Linked DNA regions of Rattus norvegicus: region 2 is linked to region 1. A link is a contact called in public Hi-C data. All regions are on one chromosome and are shown on one strand. The core of a region is the stretch at or near the end of the contact, and the rest is flanking DNA. Distances in the headings are between cores, read along the strand shown. Region 1 holds the start of Ltbp1 (latent transforming growth factor beta binding protein 1). Region 2 overlaps Ttc27 (tetratricopeptide repeat domain 27).

Region 1 (6,622 bases), core at 3,217-5,716:
TAATAGCTTTTTTTAAAAAAAAGCACTCATCTTATAAATGCAAGTGCTTTCAATGGTGCGCTCAGCTGACCAGGCTCTGCCTTAGCGACACGATCATTCCTGGAAGCAGTCATGATGATGTCAGTCTCTAGCACTGAGCAGGAAAGCAGCAGAAAGGAGAGTGGTGCTGTTATCTACAGCTTCCTCCTCAGAGCTGGAAGCAGATGTCACAGGTATCATGGGATGAGCACGGTCCACCACTTCCTCCAGCTCCAACCACAGCTGTGCATCCCTAACTCCCCCAAACAACAAGTGGCCAGGGACCTCTCTTGCTGGACCTGCAGGAGGCAAAGCCAACTACACACAGGCAGACACATGGCCTGGCCTCCCTGGCCTGGAGAAGTAAGAAGCCACTATATGAAGGTTCGATATCCAGATAATCTCTTTCTGGTGCTTCGTGGGAATCCCGAGCCCCCAGAAAAGGGGAACCTTGGGGAGTTGTCTTTTTTAGAAAAGGCACTCGGTCACTTGCAGAGAAATTGTTATAAAACCTCACAGCACACACCAGCAGGCTCTGTTGGTTTGTACATGTGTGGGGTGAATGGATGAGTATCTTTATGAGTGAACATGTGTGCTGGTACGTGTGCATGTGTGTGCACGTAGAAGCCACAGATCAACCTTGAATGTCTTTCCTTAGAGACCCCCACCTTGTTTTTGGAGACAGGGTCTCTCATAGGCCTAAAACTCAGCAGTTAGGCCAGGCTGACTGGCCAGTGAGCCTCACTTGTCTTTACCTCCCAGCCTCTTTAGGTAGGTTCTAGGGATTGAACTCGAGACCTTATGCTTTCAGGACGAACACTTTACTGAGTAAGCTATCTCCTCAAGTCCTGTGCCACGTGTTCAACCTTCACACAGCAAGATCTCGCTGCCTCGGCACTGTCACAGAGGGCAAACATGTCACAGCGGCTTTAAGGCAGATGTAGTGACTAGGAGAATCGACCCTAGTCCAGAATAATGCTGTGCCACATTCCAGTCAATTCCTAAGAGGTAGGAACAGACTAGAGCCAGGTGGTGCTAGCGCTTAACTTTAATCCCAGCACTCGGGGAGAAGAGGCAGGGAGATCTCTATGGATCTGAGGCCAGCCGGGTCTATGGAGTGAGTTCCAGGATAGCAAGGGCTATGTAGAGAGACCTTGTGTCAGTAATAATAATAATAATAATAATAATAATAATAATAATAATAATAATAATAATGCTTTAATTTACAATGGCTACTAGCCTAACCGTTTCTGGGCCAACAGCTGGAGTTTGGCCCTTAGGTCTTAAGTCAGTCATCATTGCTTTACGCTTGCCCAAATCCTAAAACACGGAGACAGTTCCTTTTCATCCTCTTAAAACCCTTCTGTTTACCTCAGGGACTAAAGGCATTTTTCATCAAACAAGGTCATCAGAATGATCGCATCCAGTTTTTATTCACTCATCAGTATTACAAGACCCAAACCAAAAGGCACATGAGTTCTATTAGAAAATACAAGTCCATAAGCAGCTGAAATTTGAAACTCCAGTTTACAGGATAACAGCTCAAGCTCTACAAAGAGAGCCTCTAACAATGCTCACTTTGAGACCTAGAATGATTCGGTGATTAAGAGCATTGGATGCTCCTGCAGAGGATCTGGGTTCGAGTCCCAGCACCAACATGGCGGCTCACAACCATCTGTAACTCTATATGATCTATAGTTCTAGGATCCGACTCCTTCTGGCCTCTACACGTAGTAGGCATGTACATAGTGTGCAGACATTCATGCACACATACATATAAAATATTTTGAAAACTAATAAAAATTCTAACACTTGCTCTTTTTACAGTGGAGGTGAATTTTTTCTATTCCCAGTTGACTTGTGGGGGGGGCCTTCAATATGCATTTACCTTTATCTTTAACTTTATAATGTTTATAAGAAATATTCTTCAGTGTTCTTATATCTATGTGTAATTAACTTTTTTTCAATATTGTTAAGCAAGCATTTGAACTGGCAAAGCCCCGAGTGCAGGAAGATTCTGGAAAATAACTGGACCTCGAGGTTGGATGATGCTTGTCGCTCTTTTCAGGAAGCTTTTAACATCGGGCCTGGTTGGCTTAGGTCTGTAAATCCAGGAGCGGGCAGGGCTGTGTGTACTGATGCACATGTATGAATCGCTCATTGGTAGAGAGCTTGCTGAGCACGTGGGTAGCCTTAAGTTCGATGCCCAGTGTGCAACTATTCCTGCCTTACTCTGGGAAAGGGTGCCCTAATTTCCATTCCTCTTCTGACATCACGTCAACGAATGCTTTTTAATTGTTGGTGTAAATACCATTAGATTAATCGTATTGGTTCTGGCGCACAGCCTACCGTCACGTGGGATTTTTTTTTCCCCAAGTGAGACAGTCATAAACGCCAGGGTTGAGCGCAAGGCATCTTGGATGTCATAATCCAGTCCTTCCTAGATGGTTATACAGGCTGCAGGTGTACTGTATTTCAGATTTCACCTTCCGGGGTGAAACTGCCTGCCTCTTCAAGAGGCCTCTGAGGAACCTCCCCAACCCCAACCTGACCCTCCCCTCCCCCAACTCCCCACACACATACAGCCCCACCTGGTCCATTGTCCAAGGTTGCTGTGACTTACGTTTGGTGCACCTCTGGGAGCCCGGGGCCTTACTCCACCCATGGCAGCACTGCCCTCCACAGACATTGATCCTGAAACAAAGTGAGACCCCTGAGTCCAGAGCAGTGAACTCAAGCTTCCAGAGAGTTCCTGAAAAGTTAGTCTCTTGCTTCCACGTTCCTCTAGATTAGAGAGAGCTCTAAAGTGTGCCCACAGGATGCCCAGCCCAAAGTTGCTCAGCTGTAAGGGTCTAGGACCATTCATCTGGGAAGGAGGGAGGAACCACTGGATCTGCAGAACAGGCATGGAGACTTAAAATCCAAACAAATGGTTGTCTCAAACTCCAAATTAAAACAGTCAAAAGTATTCTTCATATTCTCTAGGCCCACTTTGCTTCACTGACGCACCCCCCATCCCCCCCCCCCCCGCCAAAAGAGTGAGATCACCCTGAGGATCCATCCCTGGGAGTTGGGGGAAGAAGCCAAATGTCCAAATTAAGTCGCCCCCATCCCAACTTGTGATTAATGGGGAGAAAGGCGTGCAGTAGGGATATTTAGCAGCACCGAATAACAAACTTTCCAACCCCTACTGCGGTCCATGTGGAATCTCATCCCAACCTCTTACCAATTTAGGACCCACAGGTGCCAGGAAACCCAAGTCTACAATTTCTGGGATGCTCAAGGAGAGCTTTAGAGCTTTAGAGCCAGCTTTCACTCACAATCCCTTTTTCATTAGGTAAACCAAAATAAAAAACCGAGTTGCAAGAAGTTTAATTGATGCCTTGGGATTAAGCTGTAGTGACTTCATGTTTACGCCCATAGTCTAAGAGCTGAAGGGTTTGCGCACAGGAGGTTACGCCCCGGGAAAGAAATAAATGCCTTTTGTGTTTCCCTGCAGCTCGGTAACAATGCACTCGGAGTTAAACACCAGTAAAAAAGTGAGCGGGCTTCCCCCGCGCCCACCCCTTCCCGCAGCGCCCCCGGCGGGGAGGAGACGGTGCACTGGCCCCGCCGGGTCCCAGCGCGCGGGGCAGGCGGAGCGTGGGCTTACCCCTGCAGCTGCTGCTTCTGCTGAACCTGCAGTCTGGAGCCCCCGGAGCTCTGCGTGTCCTGCTGCACTTTGGAGCGCACGACTTGCCTGCCATGTTTGGCGAAGCGAGTGACCGCGGTCTGAGCACCGGCCTTTGAGTGGAGCTGCCGGCTGGGCGCCCCCGGACGCGCGGGCTCGGGTGGCAGCGGAGATCGGAGCCCGGGCAGGGCCGCGCCGCCAGGCTGGCTGGTGCGCCGGGTCCGCTCGGCTGGGGGCCCGGCCAAGGAGCGGCTGGAGGTGGCTGTTGAGCTCCGGCTGTACCTGGCGTCCAGTGCGACGTTGAAGGTCCGCGGGGGCCCAGCCAGAGGCAGGGTTCCGGCCGGCAGTCCCGGGCCCGGGCGCACCACGTACGTGATCCTCCGCACCCGGCCGTGCGCAGACCACGCTAGCAGCCCTGCCCAGAGCAGGAGTCCCCACCTGAGCCAGGCTCCCGCCATCGCGGGCAGTCTCCGGCCGTGCGACTCGCCCTGCCCCGGCGCACTCCCTCGGTATCCCCGAGGACTCCGCGGAGAGCCTGTGCGCCGCGGGGTGGAGGCCAACTGGGTGGCCGCAGGGAGGGAGCTTTGCGGGCGGCTGAGCGGCAGCGGACCCCAGCCGGGAGCGGAGGCGAGCAGGGGGCGGGAGCTGGGGTGGAGAGGAGGGGAGGGGCGCGGGCTGCTCAAGGTGAGGGTCCCCTGGCTCAGCCGGGGTGTCGCCGGGTGCTGCTGAGGTGCTATGGGCGCCGACCCCGCGAGGGTGGGCGAGGACGACCGTGAGCGCTGGACGCTCAGAGGCAGCCCCGGCTGCAAAGTCTTTTAAAAGTTTCTTCTCCCCGGTGGAGCCCTGTGTCAGATCTGAACAGCCAATCTGCGGCAGACGTGACGTCAGGCAGCAAATCCTAATTGGGGAAAGCTTGAGATGAGCCGGAGAATGAGCCGCCACCCTCCGCATCCAAAGATTGGGACTGTGGGTCGAGTGGACAAGGGTTCCGGCTCCCCAGTCCCAGGAGAAGACAAAGAGCTCAGCAAGGTGAGGGAAGAACGGCCCTTTCCTTCTAGCGGCCGAAAAGGATTCGAGTAATAACAGTTTAGAAGTGTTTTACCCGAGTTTGTTTGGATACTGTCTGCAGGAGTTGAATTTGAACACTAGGTCCGGTCCCAGAAAAGGCTATCCCAGGTAGGGCAAGCTGTCCATTGGAAAGTGATTATCTCTATTAGTCGGAAGGAAGGTTTTCTTTAGGACTGCAACCTCCGGAAGACTTTGTGGTACCCTGCTCCTGGCATTGGAGGGTCAAGAATGCGGGATGGGCAGCAGGGGGCGCCCATGTAGATGAAGAAAAAAGCAGAGGCTGCCCAGCCGGTGGTCCTCGCAGTGGAACGGAGCATTTAGGGATTCATTCTCTCTCTCTCTCTCTCTCTCTCTCTCTCTCTCTCTCTCTCTCTCTCTCTCTCTCTCTCTCTCTCTCTCTCCTCCCCTCCCCTCCCCTCCCCTCCCCTCCCCTCCCCTCCCCTCCCCTCCCCTCCCCTCCCCTCTCCTCTCCTCTCCTCTTCTCTCCTCTTTCTCCTGCAAAAGAGACTTTGAAGAAAACCAGGTAATGGCATCTTTACTGCTAACATCTGAATTAAAACAATGTCAACAGAATGAATGCTATTTTTACATGACTGAAATCAAAAGTCCATTAAAATAACTGTATATTTAAAAAAGAAAGCGCCAGAGACTGGAGAAATAGCTTGGTGGGTGGTTAAATGCACTGGCTGCTCTTTCATCGGACCTGAATTAGATTCCCAGCACCCACATGTTAGTTCACAACCATCCAAACCTCCAGCTCCAGGAGACTTGATGCTCTCTTCTGACCTTCAGATGCATATATACATATATATACATATATATATATATTCATGCAAAGCAGTGACACACATAAAATAAAGGAATATTTTCAAAAGTGAGCTAAAAGGGGCTTTTTCCCAGCCTTGGGTTTTCTCACACATTAGTACTTTTGATTGTCGTTTGCTGGCTTTCTGTGCACCAGCTCAGGACAACTGGTAGCAAGTGAGACTGAGTTAAGAAATATTGATGGTGGGAAAACTCATTTCAAGTTGAGGAAGCAATCTAGTCACCTACTTCAATCTGCATATGGCTGACATGCCGGTGAGTATTTGATCTGAGAAGACTGGGCCTGGAGGCCTGAACACAGGCTTCCAGAGGGAGCACTGTCTGAGAGCCACTACCATCAAAAAGAAGAAAGAAAGAAGGAAAGAAGGAAAGAAAGGAAGAAAGAAAGAAAGGAAGAAAGGAAGGAAGAAAGGAAGGAAGAAAAGCTCTGGATGAAGGAAGGAGACCTGGACTACAGCATAAAATTATCACTAATTTCTACAGTCCACAGGCATTTCACCTTTACTCTCGGAAGCTCTGCTTTCTCAACACACACATACACACACACACACACACACACACACACACACACACACACACACACACACAGACCAACTGGGTGAAAAGTCCTTCCCAGCCCTAATAGCTAGGGTATCCTGTCCCTCTGTACAGCACAACTCCACTCCAACCTCAAAGCTGGGTCAAAGTGAACCAGGTGAAAGGAGGGGTCAAGACACTGTCTGGTGTCTGCAACTTTGGGTTCTATGTGAAAAAATACAAGGGAACAAATGCCTACCCAGTGCCTGCAGTGCAAAAAGCCAGCAGATACACAGCATCCTTGTATCTATCTGGAGTTACAAAGTATCCTGAGGCACAAAGGCTCTGTATAAAGGAAACCTATCTGGTTGGGGAAACAAGATCTAAATGAAGCATTAAAGAAGATAAACAGCTGAATTAAGCAAGGCTTAGAGAAAAATAACCGAAATTTCACAAGGCACTATTTGATTTCCGGGATCCTATAACATAGTATATCCCATAATTCTTTGTCATCTTGTAGACAAT
Region 2 (6,742 bases), core at 1,200-3,699, 190 kb after region 1:
TTAATTCTCAGTCAGCAAAGTGTCTCACCCACTCTGCTCCATCCCATATCACACCGCCAAAGGCCTCTCTCTGAGCCTGGCAGCGATCTCTCTACCTATCTAGTTCCCAAGGCAGGTTTCCATGCCAGAAACACACATCCCAACTCTGTGGTGGCCCAGATCAGCTGTCCCACACTCCATTACACTTAAATCTACACATGAAAGAACACACAATAACCTCTGGCCCAATTGATAAGATATAATTGCCCACCTAAACATACAAAGCCCAATACACATCCATCCCTTAAGAACATTCATAACAACCTGTAAGGGTACAGCGTGGAATCTTAACGTCACCCGCCATATTCTCCTGCCACCACTTCTCTCCCTCTCCCTCTCCCTCCTGTCTCTTCCTCCTTTCCATTCCAGTCTCCTCCTCTTCCTTCAAACTTTTCTCCCGCCCATCCTTCCTTCTTGCCCAATGACAGGCCTCCTTCTATCTTGTACCTGCCTCACCTGTGACATCATCCCACAGTCTGTTAATTCTTACATAATGAAACCAAACACTCCCTGGATGGGCCACCTAAATAGCAAGCATACACTGGAACAGCCAATATGAACTCTGGGACCCAGCCTTTCCTCAAGCTCTCTCCAGCTGCGAAACCAGCTCCCTCTAAACATTCTTGCACTCCTCATCCCTCATTCAACAACTGCCTCCCCTCACATCAGCACTATGCCTCCCCTTCCCCATCCGGCAGGGGAACTACTCTCTCTCCAGTCCTCTTGATTATGAGTCTCAAGTCCTTATTACAGTGACATCGCATGACCTTACAAAAGAGAAGTATCTGCTAACCAAGGACAGGACTTAAGGAGAAAAGAAGCTTTTTAAAAGAGAGAGGAACAGAAAAGGAAAAACATGTGTTGTGCCAGGTTGGAACACTTGACAGGAATAAACATTTTCCTTTCTCCGTGCTACATGAACTGGTTTGGTATCTAAGCAATTCACTTTTACCTTTTGCATAAAAGTCAGGACAAGGGGAAGAATGACTAACAGAAATAAGAACTCAAGCTTTACACAGGTCCATGTGTCAACAAATCCCGCCTTGGAGATTTGGGTAGATTTCTCCCCTGCTTACCTCAGCTTTTAGTACTCAAGTCCCTGAAGCCCAAGATTAAATTTTACTAGTTTCTTGAGTGTCATGGGGTAAAAAAACAGGTGGGTATGAGTGGGTGGTAGTTAGCAATTTCAAAAGCACGAATGTAAGTGGTATGTGTCTTCTGGCTCTCTGAGAAGTGCACCATAAACAGTATGTTAATGTTGCAGCCCATCCCTTGACACAAAGCCAAACAGTGCTGTTTTTACATCAATGCTCTGCAAATGCCTCTCTCCGTTCACCTAGATCTCACATTAAAACTAATCTTTTGGACGACATTTTTTTTTTTTAATTCTAGCCTTTTTCTTGTGGCACTTAAAGAGACAGCACAGGGTAATGACAGCTCTTTCTTCAGAGACCCAATTTGGGTCACAAGTTACTACGTCTACAGTGTTTGAGTTATAGCTTGTAGCAGTTGTACACACTGGAGCTCCAAATGCCTGTGTATTTTGGCATTTCTTTCAGTCTGCCTGAATTGAAGACACATGGCAGGCTGCAAAGTATCCTCACATAATATCTGTCTGTATTGTGACTCTGCTTTGAGCAAACTGTCACTTCTTTGTCTCAGTAATTAGTTCTAAATTGTATAACAAAGCCATCAAGCCTGTCAAGTCTTCCCTCAGTCATTCTTTTGTTCCAGTGTCCCTCCTGCAAAACAGAGCTTGCTACCAGCTTCCTACCCAGGCTATCTAGTGTCCCCCTCCATAGCTGTGGGCACAAAACGATGGTCCTGAGTCCTCTGTCACACCTCATTCCTGCACTGAAGGCGAAGCATGGCATAAATCAACTTTAGTGGTTCCTAACAACTGAACAAAAATGTCAGAGTAGCCTCACATGTACGATATTTGATAGCCTGGGTGCGATCTAGCACTCCCATTGTAAAGGCCCTATTTTCTCTGCTCTGAAAGACCAGCCTGTTTACCAGCACCTCCATCCCTTCAGCACACAGCTCAGCTTTTGTTCCCAAAGCTCTGCAGTCTAACTAACCCACCCTACCCTATCAATACGACTTGTCTCTCAAAGCTGAGTCCATTCCATTCTCCTGTCTGTGAGAGGAGGAAAGACTGATCTAACCACAGAGTTACTGACGTAACAAACCAGAAAAGCTACTACAGACAGCTGTGCTGTGTGCTGGGATATTTCACCGTGGGATTTTGTTCCCCAACATCTCTGGTATCTCTTCTTGCACAAGCCAATAGCAGATGCCCTCACTTCCCCACTATGAAAGTCAAAATTACGTCCAGAAGTTGTATAATCACATGAAGTAAGAATCACTGAGTTGGTACAGCTGCCAATGAAAACCACTCCAAACTAGACGTAAAGCATCTCTGCTGCCCATGACCTTCAGCAGACACTGTATGTGAACGTCTCCCTCTTCCCCAGCCTGCTACTTGTCACCAGCTTTGGAGGATACCATATGTTATTCTCATTACAACACACACACACACACACACACACTCTCTCTCTCTCTCTCTCTCTCTCTCTCTCTCTCTCTCCTACTTTAAATTTTGTTTGAAGAATACTCTAATGAAACTTGACTCTTTGAAAGCATCACATCTTCCTCAGTGTAAGGACTACCAGGTCTACCTTTCTCTCCACCCATTTCCACATCATTTCAGCACTATCCATAGCAGTTAGGATGTGGAGCAATCCACACCTCCACCCGATGAGCAGGCAGTCAGAATGGGGCTCAGTGGGATACTATCCAGCCTTGTAAGGAAAAGGTTCGCACAGGTACCGTAGCATGGATGAGTCCCAAGGACACTACACTAAGTGAAATGAAGTAGTCATCAAAGAAGAATACGGAGGGCTGGAAAGATGGCTCAGAGGTTAAGAGCACTGGCTGGTCCAGGGGATGACCAGGATTAGGTTCCCAGTACCTACAGGGTATCTCACAAATGTGATTCCAGTTCCATAGGATCCACTGTCCTCTCCTGGCCTCTGCGGGCACTACACACATGGTGTGTATACTTACACACATGCAAGCCAAGTACTCATACATGTAAGGAAATAGAATAATACTGTATGGTCTGCATTTATGAAGTAAGTAGACGTGGAAAACAGTGGCTGCCAGAGGTTTAGAGAGGGGAAATGAGGACTCGCCTAACAGATTTAGTTTGAGTTTCACAGGTGCCCAACAGTGTGAAGCTACCTCCTATTACTCAACTGCATGCTCAGAAACGATAAATTACAAGTTACATACGTATTCCTTAACCTCAACTACGGACAAAACCTGTTGGCTCCACATCCAATCATCTGAACTTCAATGCCAGCAGTATCCCCAAAGAGCTGCCTGGCTTCCGGTAGCCATGAAAATATCAGTAGCAAACTTTAATTCAGGGGGACCCAACCAGCAGCCTATGAGCTGTATGGGCTCCAGGACAGCTAGGAAGGTGGCACAATACAAAGATGAAATGCTTACTTAAAACACTGTGATTTGGGAGTTGGGGATTTGGCTCAGTGGGAGAGTGCTTGCCTAGCAAGAGCAAGGCCCTGGGTTCGGTCCCCAGCTCTGGAAAAAAAGAAAAAGAAAAAGAAAAAAAAAAACAAAACACTGTAATTTGGGGTTGGGGATTTAGCTCAGTGGTAGAGCGCTTGCCTAGGAAGTGCAAGGCCCTGGGTTCAGTCCCCAGCTCCGAAAAAAAAAGAACCAAAAAAAAAAAAAAAACCACTGTGATTTTTGTTAATGTGTTTGGATTACCCAGTTCTTGAGTGTGAACTTTGTGGCTCACCAACTTGCACTGCAGCAGGACATGAAGCAAGTGTAACCACGCCCTTCCTCATTGGGTAGATGGCGATACTCACGCCACACATACGGCTCCACTTGCCATCGGTACCAATGACCGATGATGCCACTGAGGAGATGGCTTCTTTAGTGCCATTTAAAGGCACAGCTAAAGAAATGTATACAAAACAGTAAAAAGAATTATGTTACAGTGATTTTCTTTGTCCACTCTCAGTGTGTATGGTGAGGCTGCTCTGGTGTAGATATGCATTCAAATGCTAAATTCTGTGCCTCAAGATCTGGTTGCCCCAAGACAAGCAATTTCTCACATATATCAGCTTTTGTTGTGCAAACCTTGCTCCCCAACTCAATTGGTCAATAAAAGGCTAAAGTCTGTGGTTGGGCAGTAGAAAGAGGAAGGCAGGATTGCCCGGGAAGAAGAAAGAAACTCTAGAAAAAAATGAGGAGAGAGACATGACTATGGGTCTGGAAGGTATAGCTAGTCACGTGGCTGGAAGGGGTAGACGGGTCAGGTTAACTCAGATGAGCTGGTTGAGTCTGCCCAGCTAAGGCCTAAGCTTTGAAATATTAAAAGGTCTCCTTGGGGAACTAGCTGGTTAAGGAATAACTGCAGCCATATTAATTTCCAGCATTAATTGTTAACTACAGAAAATTTAAATCACATTACAGTATCTTGGGGTGCTGTGGAGACGGTAGGTAAAAACCAAGGTTTCATAAAATCAAAGGAAGATGACACAATCACTGCTCAAAACTCAAGTTCAGTGATGTCACACTGCACAGTGCATCAAGAAAACATATAGTCAAAAATATTAAAAATGGGAAGAGAAAGTGGGGAAGAGCCTCCAACACATCAGCACTGGGGAAAATTTCCTGAACAGAACACCAATGGCTTATGCTGTAAGATCAGGAATTGACAAATGGAACCTCATAAAACTGCAAAGCTGTAAGGCAAAGGACACTGTCACTAGGACAAAACAGCAACCAACAGATTGGGAAAAGATCTTTACCAATCCTACATCTGATAGAGGGCTAATATCCAATATATACAAAGAACTCAAGAAATTAGACTCCAGAGAATCAAGTAACCCTATTAAAAAATGGGGTACAGAGCTAAACAAAGAATTCTCAACCGAGGAATATCCATATCAAATGGCTGAGAATCACCTAAAGAAATGTTCAACATCTTTAGTCATAAGGGAAATGCAAATCAAAACAACCCTGAGATTGCACCTCACACCAGTGAGAATGGCTAAGATCAAAAACAGCAGATGCTGGTGAGGATGTGGAGAAAGAGGAACGAACACTCCTCCATTGCTGGTGGGATTGAAAGCTGGAATAGTCACTCTGGAAATCAGTCTGAAGGTTCCTCAGAAAATTGCAAATAGTTCTTTCTACCTGAGGATCCAGCTATACCTCTCCTGGGCATATACCCAAAAGATGCTCCAACATATAACAAAGACACGTGCTCCACTATGTTCATAGCAGCCTTATTTATAATAGCCAGAAGCTGGAAAGAACCCAGATGCCCTTCAACCGAGGAATGGATACAGAAAATGTGGTACATCTACACAATGGAGTACTTACTATTCAGCTACTAAAAACAATGAGTTCATGAAATTCATAGGCAAATGGGTGGAACTAGAAAATATCATCCTGAGTGAGGTAACCCAGTCACAAAAGAACACACATGATATGTACTCACTGATGAGTGGGTATTAGCCCAATAGCTCGGAATACCCAAGATACAATCCACAGACCACATGAACCTCAAAGAAGGAAGACCAAAGTGTGGATACTTTAGTCCTTCTTAGAAGGGAGAATAAAATACTCACAGGAGGAAATATGGAGACAAAGTGTGGAGCAGAGACTGAAGGAAAGGCCATCCAGAGACCCCCACACCTGGGGATCCATCCCACATCACCAAACACAGACACTATTGGGGATGCCCAGAATTACATGTTGACAGGAGTATGATATAGCTGTCTCCTAAGAGGCTCTGCCAGAGCCTGACAAATAAAGAGGCGGATGCTTGCAGCCAACCATTAGAATGAGAATAGGGTCCCCAACGGAGAAGTTAGTGAAAGGACTGAAGGAGCAGAAGAGGTTTGCAACCCCATAGAAAGAACTACAATATCAACCAACCAGACACCCCAGAGCTCCCAGGGACTAAACCACGAACCAAAGAGTAGACATGGAGCAATCCATGGCTCCATCAGCATATGTATCAGAGGATGGCCTTGTCGGGCATCAGTGGGTAGGGAGGTCTTCAGTCCTGTGAAGGCTCAATGCCCCAGTATAGGGGAATGCCAGGGCAGGGAGGCAGGAGAGAGTAGGTGGAGGAGCACCCTCATGGAGGCAGGGCATAGGGTATGGGATGGGGGTTTTCAAAGGGGAAACTGGGAAAGAGGATAACAGTTGAAATGTAAATAAAGAAAATATCTAGTAAAAAATATTAAAAATGGGGACATCACACAAATTGTCAAGATTGAATTTCATAAGGGGCTAGATATTAAATCATCATCATTTACAGGAATTCCTAAAAACTGTTCAGGCTCTTTGTTAAGAAGGAGGAGAATAGAGGAAGGGAGGGAGAGGAGAGGAGGAAGGGGAGGGAGGAGAGGGATGGAAAGGAGTCTAGGCTATCTAACTCCAGTGACATCACTACTTTTCAGGAGTAAGAAGGTGAAGCCAAGGGCCACCGTCAGTAAGACTTTATGATTTTCAACACTCCGTCATGTTGCTTGTAGTTATCACACAGCAGTTGTGCCAAGACTTGAAGACAAAATCTGGCTTATAGATTTAGCATTTTTAATGGATTTAACCACTCACTTAAAAGAGTTACACATATTTCTTTGAGGTAAAA

The links. A called contact is a pair of places that touch in the nucleus more often than the background predicts.
Region 2: a contact with region 1 is called in a Hi-C map of Schwann cells, with 6 times the contacts expected there. The contact joins the enhancer-like site here to the promoter of Ltbp1 in region 1. A contact is called at or near these places in 6 of 12 Hi-C or Micro-C datasets (the A7r5 cell line, the Rat2 cell line, Schwann cells and 3 more).

The regions. Positions count from the first base shown.
Region 1 is chr6:26,172,835-26,179,456 of GRCr8, forward strand. Ltbp1 (latent transforming growth factor beta binding protein 1) reads right to left here and starts at 4,467. Exons shown (of 34, transcript NM_021587.2): 1 at 3,671-4,467; 2 at 2,642-2,712. The coding sequence starts at 4,146.
Region 2 is chr6:26,362,397-26,369,138 of GRCr8, forward strand. The region is part of intron 13 of Ttc27 (tetratricopeptide repeat domain 27); the gene reads right to left. Among named protein-coding and RNA genes, the nearest start is that of Ttc27, 88 kb to the right of the region's middle. Within about 2 kb of position 2,450, at least 37 of the 93 cell types and tissues checked have an H3K27ac peak or open chromatin away from gene starts, as enhancers often do. A contact at or near this core is called in Schwann cells, where this site is marked.